Regions from separate parts of the Gossypium hirsutum genome. Here all the other regions are linked to region 3. A link is a contact called in public Hi-C data. All regions are on one chromosome and are shown on one strand. Each heading gives the region's core, a stretch centred on a gene start, on an enhancer-like site or on the middle of the called end of the contact. The rest is flanking DNA. Distances are from core to core; before and after follow the strand shown.

Evidence for each region. Hi-C and Micro-C count contacts between places; a contact is called where the count stands out from the background.
Region 1: a contact with region 3 is called in a Hi-C map of leaf, with 1.6 times the contacts expected there. The contact joins the promoter of LOC107901687 here to the promoter of LOC107901694 in region 3. A contact is called at or near these places in 2 of 34 Hi-C or Micro-C datasets (both in leaf).
Region 2: a contact with region 3 is called in a Hi-C map of hypocotyl, with 3 times the contacts expected there. The contact joins the promoter of LOC107901690 here to the promoter of LOC107901694 in region 3. A contact is called at or near these places in 2 of 34 Hi-C or Micro-C datasets (hypocotyl and leaf).

The regions. Positions count from the first base shown.
Region 1 is chrD06:33,777,610-33,781,648 of Gossypium_hirsutum_v2.1, forward strand. It overlaps LOC107901687 (pentatricopeptide repeat-containing protein At1g80880, mitochondrial), which reads right to left and starts at 1,447. Exons shown (of 2, transcript XM_016827772.2): 1 at 720-1,447. The coding sequence starts at 1,324.
Region 2 is chrD06:33,826,279-33,830,019 of Gossypium_hirsutum_v2.1, forward strand. It overlaps LOC107901690, which reads left to right and starts at 2,271. Exons shown (of 2, transcript XM_016827775.2): 1 at 2,271-2,553. The coding sequence starts at 2,397.
Region 3 is chrD06:34,151,680-34,155,743 of Gossypium_hirsutum_v2.1, forward strand. It overlaps LOC107901694 (zinc finger BED domain-containing protein DAYSLEEPER), which reads left to right and starts at 1,716. Exons shown (of 2, transcript XM_016827781.2): 1 at 1,716-2,164; 2 at 3,643-4,064. The coding sequence starts at 3,657.

The DNA.
Region 1 (4,039 bases), core at 197-2,696, 370 kb before region 3:
AACTCTTAGGTCTAATAGTAAAAACTGGACAATATTAAATTCTCTAGTTCTCTAGTGATTTCAACAATAAACTTAAGACTACGTGGTAAGGTGCACACTGGCTAAAATAAAGGAAAAAGGAATTTTAAATATAAATATGCATAGTATTCACTCAAACAAGTGTTTTTTTGCTGTGCCTTCTGTCTCGGAAGCAACATAAGGTTTCTAGTGCCTTGAGTGCACCTTGCGCCCTTAATGACTCTGGATAGATCACAAGGAATTTAGTTCCAACAACAAGCTTATAATTATAGATTTATTGACCTGAAAAGCGCACATTTTTTAGAAAGCGTTGCAACATAGAGTTACCGAGATATTTATAATACACAAGCACAATCACTATGCTTATTAGCAACGTTATAACTAAGTTCGCAACTTAATTCACATTGATGAAGATCCTAAATGTGCGAATGAGGCCTTGCCTAAGCAGTAAGATGGAGGCTTGGGACCTTTCAGTCTCAAGTAAGTTCAACTTTAGATGGTTATTCTTGACTTAATACAGGGCTTTGTCATTGTTTTGCTCTTTCACCTTGATGTAGTATTTGTGTCATACATGTAATATCGTAAAGAAAAATCTTGTGTATCCAAAGAACAGAGGAATATTTACAACCACTTGCATGCTAAACAAACATAGCCACAAAACCAAGTCTAGACAATGAAAGGAAAAGCAAGCTGAGGCTCACCTATCAATCATAACAAACATTGCCCGTCTTGTATCCATAGAAGAACGATATAAGTCGCGAATCAAACACCAGGCCATGTTAAACTTCCTATGATTTCCCAACACCCATATCATCAACTCATATGTTTTTTCACCGCTACTTCCCCATTTTTCACCCCACTTAAAAGCCAAAAACGCCAGTCTCCACTCTTCTCTCAATGTCCAAATCACTGAACACACCAAGCCTAGAGTTGCATTGATCCCAGACTCGTCAAGGGAAGCCATGGCCTCAGTTTCAGAGCTACAATGGGCAACCCGTTTGAGCAAATGAAGAAGAGCTGGTTCCTGCGGACCAGGATCATGGTTTAGTGGTGGAGTGATCTCGAATGGGTAGTTTAGAGTTTGGCTTGAAAGGGATTGGAGCGTGGAGAAATTAGAGGTCACTACTGGTGTTTGAGAGGATATGAAGAATGTTTGATGAAATGCCAAAGAGAACAAATAAAGTTGGTGAACTGAGGGAGAAGGAAAAGGTGAGGGAACAGTGGCAGGATGCTGAAGGAAAAATGGGGATAGGATCTGAGAGTGAATTCTCTGGAGCCTTCTTGCTAGAGAAAAGAGGGCCATCATCTATATACCGAGTGAAGCAACTAGCAAAGCGAGTACCATTTCGGTTCTGAAAATTTGTAGCTATGATTATTATTATTTATTATTTTTGATCGACTGTAGCTATGACCATTTATAAAAGACTTTTTTTTTATTAAATTGACTGGATTTATATAAATAAATCGTGAACAAATGAGAATGGCCCAAGGCCTTACATAAGAAAGTCTGGAAACAAAGAAGCAAATTGGGCCTAATAAATAAACAAAATAAAGTAAAATAAAACTCGTGCTTATCCAGAAATAAATTGGGCCTAATAAATAAACAAAATAAAATAAAATAAAACTCGTTTCTTTTACTTAGTTCAATCAACTCTGAGACAAATTCAAAATTACCATTCACTTCTTGATTCGGTATTCTAACCATTTCTTTTCCTGGTAACCACAGATCATCACAGATGGAAATCCTATCACCTCGACCCACTCTCCAGCATAGACCTTTTTCAAGCAGATCTTTCGCAGACCAAACACTTCTCCAGATAAGTGAAGGTAAATTTCCTAGACGAGCTTTCAAGAAATCTGAATTGGGATAATACTTTGATTTCAAAACACGAGCTAATAATGAATCTGGGTAATTAACAAGACGCCAACCCTGTTTCGCTAATAAAGAAATATTAAACTTCGTAAAATTTCAGAAACCAAGACCACAATTTTCTTTTAATAAGCAAAGATTCTCCCAGGTACACCAATGGATACTCTTTTTATTCCATTTCTTACGCCACTAAAAATTAGCAACAATTCTTTCCAGATCCGTACATAGGGTCTTAGGGAGTAGAAAACACGACATTGAATACGTTGGGATAGCTTGTAAGATCGCTTTAATAAAAACTTCATTACCTCCTTGGGATAGAAACCTTGTACTCCAATTATCAATCCTTTGTTTGAGTCTATCTTTCAAACTTTGAAAAGATATTTTCTTCCTTTTTCCCACCATACTAGGAAGCCTTAGGTATCTCTCTATATCATTCGCTCTTCTAACTCCTAGGATCATTGAGACATTACCCCTTATATGCTCTTCTGTGTTTGTATTGAAGAAAACAGCCGATTTTTCATAATTCACACATTGCCCTGAGCTCAATTCATATTCCTTTAGAATCTGTTTTAAAGCATGTGCCCCCCTTTCTGAAGCTTCTGCAAATAAAATACAATCATCGACAAAGAGTAAATGTGAGATAGCTGGTCCTCTTTGACTTGCTTTAACTCTTCTAAGGATACTTTCTTCTTTTGCAAGCCGCATTAAACTCGATAGACCTTCTGAACGGAACAGAAATAGGAACGGACTGAGAGGGTCACCTTGTCTGATTCCTCTAGATGGAATTATCGTTTGCCCTCTGTTGCCATTGATAATCACCTCATATGAGACCGTCGAGACACATTTCAAAATTGAATCAACCCATCCTGGATCAAAACCCAACTTTTTTATTACCCCTTCCACAAAGCCCCATTCGACTCTATCGTATGCTCTACTCATATCAAGTTTGATAGTCATGAATCCTTTTTTCCCCACCCTCTTGAGTTTTAGAGTATGTAAGATTTCATACTCAAGTAAGACATTATCCGAAATCAGCCTTCCTGGGACAAAAGCGCTTTGAGCTAAATCAATACATTTATGCATTACTCCTCTGAGTCGTCTAGCAATAACTTTCGCTATCAGCTTGTAAATCACATTGCATAAACTAATTGGTCAAAACTGAGTAATCCTTGAGGGATTTGGGACTTTTGGAATAAGCACAATGTTTGTTTTATTGATTGAATGTAAATCCATACCTTCGTTTAACCTCTGAAGACAAAAATTGGTTACATCCTCTCCAACAATTGGCCAACACTTTTGATAAAACAGGGCTGGAAAACCGTCATCTCCTAGAGCTTTTGTAGGTCCCATTCCTGAAAGCGCTTCCAGTATCTCTTCCTTTGTGTATCTTGCCTTTAAAGTCTTATTGTCTTCCTCTGTGATACGGCCTTCAATACCTGTTAGGATTCTATCGCAATGATTTTGTCCTCCTGTATTAAACAATTTTTGAAAATACAATCTAGCAATTTCCTCCTTTTCCTTCCACTCATCTGTTTCCCTTCCGTCTTCTGACTGCAATTTATGTATCTGATTAAGTTTTCTTCTTTGTGATGCTTGCTTGTGGAAGAAAGCTGTATTTTTGTCCCCTAGCTTTAGCCAATTAATTCGGGCCCTCTGTTTCCAGTAACTCTCGTCTTTTTCAATCTCAAAGTTCAGATGGATTTTTGTATCAATAATCTCTGCCAGATTCTCATCACTTCTGTCTTCTTCAAGTAATGCTATCAGTTTTGAAGTCAAACCCTCTGTTTTCATTTTCCTATTCTGTTGGATTTTAACTCCCCACTTCTCCAACCCTTTTTTGAGGATCTCCAGCTTGTTTATAAGATCTCATGTAGAATTTTCCCAAATTCTTTTAGTTTCACTAAAGAATGTTTCTTCTAGTACCCACCACGCTTCAAACTTGAAGTTCCTTTTTGCCCTCTCTCCATTCTTGTAAGCCGTATCTAAAAGAATTGGACAATGGTCCGAGAATGAATGTGGAAGATGTCGTACTAGATTGTTTGGGAATAAGTCGCTCCATTGCTCCGTTACAACACCTCTGTCAAGTCTCTCCTGAATATTTGTTTCAATTAAGTTCCCTCTCTCCCATGTGAACCATCTGCCAGAATATCC
Region 2 (3,741 bases), core at 1,021-3,520, 320 kb before region 3:
ATAAAATAGACATAATGATTATCTTTAATTTAATTTTTCGGCTCTAGATTTGTATTATTTGATTAATCACCTTAAAATAGATGAAAATTTTAATGTTTGTTAATTTTGTTGACATGGTTATTTATGTTAGTAATTAATTAATTTTTTAAAAATTAAAAACATTAAAACATATATTTTATTATTTTTAAATAAATTTAATATATTTTAATTTTAATAATTATATATCATTTGATTTTTTTAATATTTAAAAGTTTTATTAATTGTTGTTACGTGGATGTGTTCTGTAAAGTTAATTGATGTTAGGTTTTCATATATTTTAGATTAATTTGACAAATAACGTAAATTTAAGAGTTAAAAAAATAAAAAATTAAATAAAATAATAAAATAATTTTTTTATAAAGTCGGAGAAAAAATAAATTATTATGTAAAAAAGAAAGAAAAGTGAAGGGGTTTTTTACAAAATTATTATAAAAAATAAAAAATAACCAAAATATTATAACTTTTTTTTATTTACCAAAATATTATAAATTTTTTTTATTTACCAAAATATACAAAAAAAAACAAAAAATAGAAAAAAAACCTGACACGGTCTGATCAGGCCAATCACATTGGCAGCACTAAAGGTGCCAATGTGATTGGTGGCACCAATGGTGCCAATGTGATTGGCGGCACCAATGGTGCCAAAGGACTAAAATGTTAGTTAAGGGTAGTTTCAAGGACCTAACATGCAAATTTACCATTTTAAATTTTGGGAGTGAATTGATGCTGCCGTGTGTGTGGGTGCACTAAAATTGAAATATGATTAATTGCCTTCTAAGCCCTCCTTATTTATTATTTTCTTTTTTCCCCTTCAACTCACTTTTTTATTTAATAAACAAGCCCTCAACTTATTTTTGTAGTTAAATAAGCTCTTAATCTATGATTTTACTCATAAAGGCCCTTTATTTTATTATTAAAGTAAATATATTTTACCTAAAATAAAGCTATTTAAAAAAGTATAAACTAATTCGCATTTTATGTATTATTTTGATAATTTGATGAGAATAGTTTATTTAAAAAATTTACTAAATAGAGTTATTAAGAGTATATAATATAATTATAATTTATTTTTCTATTTGGGTTACATTTATGGGTGATCAGTTTTATTATTACTTCTGGTTTTTCAATAAGGCATGCTTGGTATTTCTATTAATTTTTTTTAATTAAATCTAATATTAGTTAAGTGATAATTAAGATACTTAGAATTCTAATTAAGTAATAACTCTATTTTAATTTAATAAACTATCCTCATTTAAACTCTATTGTAATTTAATAAACTATTCTTATTTAATAACTCTATTTTCATTTGAAATATAAAATTTACTGAAATATAAAATTTGTTGCTTCATAATATCTTAAGAGACTATTTTAATTAAAATAGTCTAACATGTTTATGTTATAAGTCTATTAAGAATATATTAAATTTATAAATAGATAAAATAGTTTATGTTTCCATTATTTAGTCTAACATGTTTATGTTATAAGTCTATTAAGAATATATTAAACTTATAAATAGATAAAATAGTTTATGTTTCCACTATTTTTTTCCTTTTGATTTAATATTAGTTAAGGGAATATATTAAATTCAAAGGATTAAAATTAAAATAGTTTAATTTAATTTTTTTAAATTAAAATAGAGTTATTAAATGAGAATAGTTTATTACATTAAAATAGAGTTATTAAATTAAACTATTTTAATTTTATAAATTTAATATATTCCCTTAACTAATATTAAATCAAAAGGAAAAAAATAATGGAAACATAAACTATTTTATCTATAAACATAAACTATTAAATTTAATAAATTAAAATAGAGTTATTAAATAAAAAAGTGAGTTAAAGGGGAATAAAAAGAAAATAATAAATAAGGAGGGTTTAGAAGGCAATTAGCCATATTTTAATTTTAGTGCACACAGCAGTAGCCATTAACTTTTAAAGTTCAAAATGGTAAATTTCCATATAAGGTCCTTGAAACTACTCTTAACTAACATTTTAGTCCTTTGGCACCTTTGGTGCCGCCAATGTGATTGGCCTGATCAGGCTGTGTCAGGTTTTTTTTTCTTTCTGTTTTTTATTTTTTTTGTATATTTTGATAAATAAAAAAATTATAATATTTTGGTAAATAAAAAAAGTTATAATATTTTGATTATTTTTTTATTTTTTTATAATAATTTTGTAAAAAACCCAAAAAGTGAAGATATATTAAGTTGACACTTAGGGGAGGTATCCTAACCTAACTACCAAACACTCCTCCAGTTGAAGCCTTAAAACCTGCAAACAGCACCGCAGCGGAGAAAGCTGCAGAAAGGAGATTTTGAGGTAATCTTAAGTAATTAATTGGTTGGTTTAGGGGCGAAATGGGAAACGAAGCAAAAACCACCTCCAACGTGGGAGGAGGAGGATTCAGGGCGAGAATGGAACACTACATATATAGCGGTGAAAAGAAGCATGTAATGGCTGGCATCGCCATCGTCGCCCTCGTTTTTGGTGCCCCTTGGTTTCTCATGAACCGAGGTGCCTTTCTCTCTTTCCTTCAATTTTCTTTTTCAGCTTTGCATTTACTTTTCGGTTCGGCGGGGCGGGGGGGGGGTTAGGGTTTTAGATGTATCTTTGGGTTTCTCACTCTAAATATATTGCAAATTTGAGGAATTTTTATGATTTATCTCGATGTAATGAACAAAAGCAAAGACAGATATATAGCATCACTGACTTCAGTTTTGGAGTAAATGAATTTGAGGACAAATTTTCCTTCATGATTTGAGTAAATGAATTTGCATTTCTTTTGGAAATGGTCCGGAAATTTCAGTGATTCTGAAGGATCTTTTAGGTAGCTTTTGGAACTTAAATTCCAACTGATGGCTTCGGATATATAAAATAGTGGATGTATAAAACAGTGTAGGTTATGCGAAATGCAGCTTTCGTTATTATTTTTAAAGTCCATAGATTTGTTAAGGGTCTACTTAGTAATAAATTTGAAAGTCCTATAGATATTTGTGATTTTTGAAAACCATGTTTTTATAGCTTGAAATGTATAATTAGATTGAATCTCAGTTAGTTCGTGTAGAATGTATGCATTTCATTCTCACTTATGCAGTAAATGAAATTCGAATCTTCATATTCCTGAACATAGCATTAAGGAATCTGTCAAATTGGTGTGCATTTGTTTGAAGTTGCTTATTGGAGTTTATATTTATCCAAAACTGGTGTTTGGAAGAATGAAACAAGAGATTGAAGTCAATGGAACTTGAGGTTGTCGAGGAACTATATTGAAGCTGAATTCTGACTTCTCTTTTTTACTAATTTTGTTAGCAGCAGGTTCTCAGTCAAATTTTTCTGATTCTGATGGTTCTTTTACAGATTTCAAAAGTCATTTTCTTTAATCTAAATATATAAAGAATGTGTTTGTTTTTGTTGACATGGATCAAGAGACTCATTTGAAAATAGCAATACGCTTGTCTTGACAGTAATGGGTGCTGGTTTATATATAGTTCTTTCCTAGAAAGTTGACATCATAAGCAAGTTGAGCGGTTTAGCAGGCTGTGAAGGCAAAGTTTATGGACAGAATTTGGCATATGTATTTCTTTATCACATCTTGACAGACTTTAAAAATGCTTTTGTGAGCTGGCATTGGCTAGGTCCTAGGCTATTCCTCTTTGTCAATTCTTGTTCAGTCCTAAGAACTTCTTTTGTGTTCAGTACTAT
Region 3 (4,064 bases), core at 466-2,965:
AGTTTATTAAAGGGTATTTTATATAATTGATTAATTTTTTATATTTGAAATTTATTTAATTTCGTTCATTTGATATTTTTAAATATTTTTAAATTTTTGATAAATACAAAACGATATAATACCTGCACGTATAAATTCTAATAAAAAACTGATACCGATTCGATATTGACTAGCTTAGAGGCAGAATTAGCTATTCACCTTAAGTTAATGTCAATGATATTTAAACTGAATTGGATCCTCCGGTTAGATTGAGAATCTGTCCGAACACTAGAAAAAACCGTTTGAACCGTGAACTGAAAAATCGGTAAAAAGCCTGTCCGACCGGTTCTTTCGTCTGCGCAAGCCGATAAAAACAAACAACCCGAGACCCACCCCCTCCCGGGCAACCACCACTCTCGTCACTCGTCCATCCGGCCTCTCTGACTCTCTGACTCTCTCAACCTCTCTTCACTCTTTAGTCTCCAATCTCCCTCCACCTTCCGGCTTTCAGCCTCCAGTTCACCCGCCTTTAGCCGTCTGCTTCTTCGACGACCGTCCCTGCTGAAAAATGAGAAAGTCAGAAAGACAGGTTTGGTGGTAAAGGACAAATGAGAATTGAAAAGAGTTAACGATAATAATTTTTTAGGTTTTCGTACTTTATGACAACCCGAGACCCACCCCCTCCCGGGCAACCACCACTCTCGTCACTCGTCCATCCGGCCTCTCTGACTCTCTGACTCTCTCAACCTCTCTTCACTCTTTAGTCTCCAATCTTCCTCCACCTTCCGGCTTTCAGCCTCCAGTTCACCCGCCTTTAGCCGTCTGCTTCTTCGACGACCGTCCCTGCTGAAAAATGAGAAAGTCAGAAAGACAGGTTTGGTGGTAAAGGACAAATGAGAATTGAAAAGAGTTAACGATAATAATTTTTTAGGTTTTCGTACTTTATGTTGGGTATGGCCTATGACTTAAAGTCGGTGGGCTGATTTAAATTAAACTTCAAAGCCTAGCCCAAAGTTTATTTGAGGTTTTTTTTTTTAAATTTTAAATTATTATTTTATATTATTAAATAATAAATCAATTAAACTAAAAATAGATGGTCTGATAAATTCGATTATTAATCCAATTTTGAAAATATTGATTTACTTACCACTTCATCATTTTAATGAACGACTAACCAAAACGTTACAAATCGAAAACATGTATCATCATATTATAATTTAACTTTTTCTATAGTTAAAATTTGTTGATTGTTTTGAATGGTTAAATGTGTAATTTATTATAAATAAGATGCATGAGATAGCACTATAATATTTAAATAAAAATTTATGGATATTGAATGAATTATTGGTGGATTCGATTGTTGAATTCTTTATTTTTAGTTATTTACTTTAAAATTTTAATTAGAAAACGTGATTGTAATAAATATATTTTTTATCATTTCCTAATTACGTTCAGTCGGGAGTGTTATAACCGTATATAGATAGATAAATATACATTGATGAATGATGATTAGACTAAGGTTCGGTCTATCTAAAAAGTTTAATTTAGATTTTTGAATTTTCTGAGAAAATTAAAATATAATTGTTTAACCTACCCGTGAGTCATGAGAACCGTAAGCCGAGATGAAACGGTAAAAGGAACGGTCAAGATTAAACCAAGTGGGTGGCTGATGAAAAATACTATGGAACCGCCTTCACAGAATGAATGAAAAAAGAAAAATTAAATTTGGACCTTGAGAGAGTCAGTCAGTCCATATCCAATTACGATTTTTTCTCTTTTTCTTTTCTCATAAATGCCCCTTTCGCCCCCCCCTCGCTCTCATTCAAAAGGCCTAAACTCGAGGTCTTTTTGATTATATATAGTTTTAGCCCTAGCTACCCCAGCTCAGGTCCAATTCCAATTTAGGGTTTTGTTTTTCTCTCCCTCGCTCGAACAGCGAACAAACAAACAAACAAAAGCTTTAAGCTTCAAAGCTCTGAACCTTTTTTTGCCTTTGGGTGCTTCAGCCCAATTAACCGACTTTGTTCTCCTCCTTCATCTTCCTCCTTTGCGCTTACCTCTGTTACCGGAAATTCAAATATATTATTATTTTAATTCCTTCGGTTTCCGGGAGAAAACAAGCCTCTAAATCCGTGAAACTGTTGTTTTGGATCTGCTTTCAGGGTTTTGTTGGTGATACAACGAGGTATCAACTATTTTTTTAATCCTTGATTTATATGTTAGGTTTTGTTTCTTTATGTCTAATTTTGCACTTTTAGAGTTTGTTTTAGTTTTTTGGATCTGGGATTTATTGAGTATTTCTTTTTGTGAGGCTTTTTTTTTTAAAATTTATTCTTGGTGTTAATCAAAATTATGTTTCTTGGTGGTTTTTATATTTGGCTTATGTTTTGCTTCATGTGCATCTTCTAATCAGTTTTTCGCCTTTTTTTTTCCACGTAATTTATTTCACTGTAATTGCTTCTTATGGGCTTCTTAGTGTGTGAGACTGATAGTTATTTCCTTGTTTGTGTTGCAATGGGAAAATTTTTTCTTGGTAGAACTCATCGGATGAGTGTGGTAGGATTTATTTTTCTCGTTACATCCTCTGAGAAACAGTCGTTTTCTGTTACCTGTTTTCGTGGGTTCTCGTTTCTCAATTTATAAATGGTCAAACGACGGTTTTTTCCAGCACAAAGTCCATGTGGAAGGTAGAGATTTGGTTTTTATTGGACTGAGTGGTAAGGAGTTCAGCGTTCCTTAATTTCGATCTTGTGTGGAGAAAGTAGGTGCTAACAAAGGTTTCCTCCCATTTAGGTGCTCCAGAATAGGTTGATACTGGGGGTCTTAGGCAATAAATACATAAATAAGAGATTTGGTTTTTGTGTCTTTGGGTTGGGGACCTGTGGATTTTCACTTCAGCTGAAGGCACTTTAGTCAAGTTGCTTATGCATATCCACTGGGCTTTTTGGTCCGTAATGATAAGGTTAGCTCATCAATCTGGGCATGCCCACATTTTTAGGTATATAAAAGCTGGGTTTGATCCTGCCAATTAGCAAGATATATGGGAGCAGTGGTTTTTATTTTTTGGTTTATTTAAGTTGTCTTTCATGTCCAGATGTGGGAATAAACTGGTCTTTAGACTTTGCAGCTTTGAGTTACCAAGTCTAGTTGACGTGTTTATCAAATTCCAACTATTATTTTTCTGGCTAAAACGCATCTGCTTTGTTTACCGTAGACTCTTGAAGGCTTTTTGAATTCTAGGCTTGGCTTAGAATCATTTCAAGTTTGTCTTTTAACCTGAATGCTGTAGTTTTAATGTTCACTGTAAAGCCAGCTTCTCAGCATACCTTTTAATATTCAATTGCTCAGTTTTTTAAGCTATCTCTTCAAATTTGTCTGGTTACTAATATCTATCTGAGGATCATAAAAATTAGTCAACTCCTGCTCTTGTTTGTTATTTTGTAAATTTGAATAACTATTGTCTCGTAGATAATGGAAACATTTTAAGAAGCTTGTCATTATTCTATGAGTTTTGAATCTAATGTGAATATCTAAACTTTCCTTTGGGTATCGTCAATAGTAGTATTCCCTTCTACTACAATATGCTGTCTTCATGGTGTCTGTCTTGTGTTTTTTCATTGACTTTTGGGAACTTTATCATCTTCTGTCTCATCTTTATTGCAGGACAGTACATTGAGATGGAGACTGCAATCATTCCGGTTACACCTATTACTCCTACAGACAACAATGACCTTGTTAGTTCCGAAGTACAGCCCAATAAACGCAGGAGGAAGAAGTCTATTGTCTGGGATCATTTCACTGTGGAGACCGTAGGAGATGGATGTATCAGGGCCTGCTGTAATCAATGCAAGAAATCTTTTGCTTACATTACTGGTTCAAAGCTAGCTGGAACTAGCCACCTCAAGAGACACATTGCCTTAGGAATCTGCCCGGTAAGCCGTCAGAGGAATCAACAGGCATCAGACACTAAAACTGCTAATGCCACATACGAACCAAGAAAAAGACAACGAGCAACTCCTGGATTTGCTAACATCCCTTTTAACCAGGAACGCTGCAACCATGAGATAGCTAAGATGATCATAATG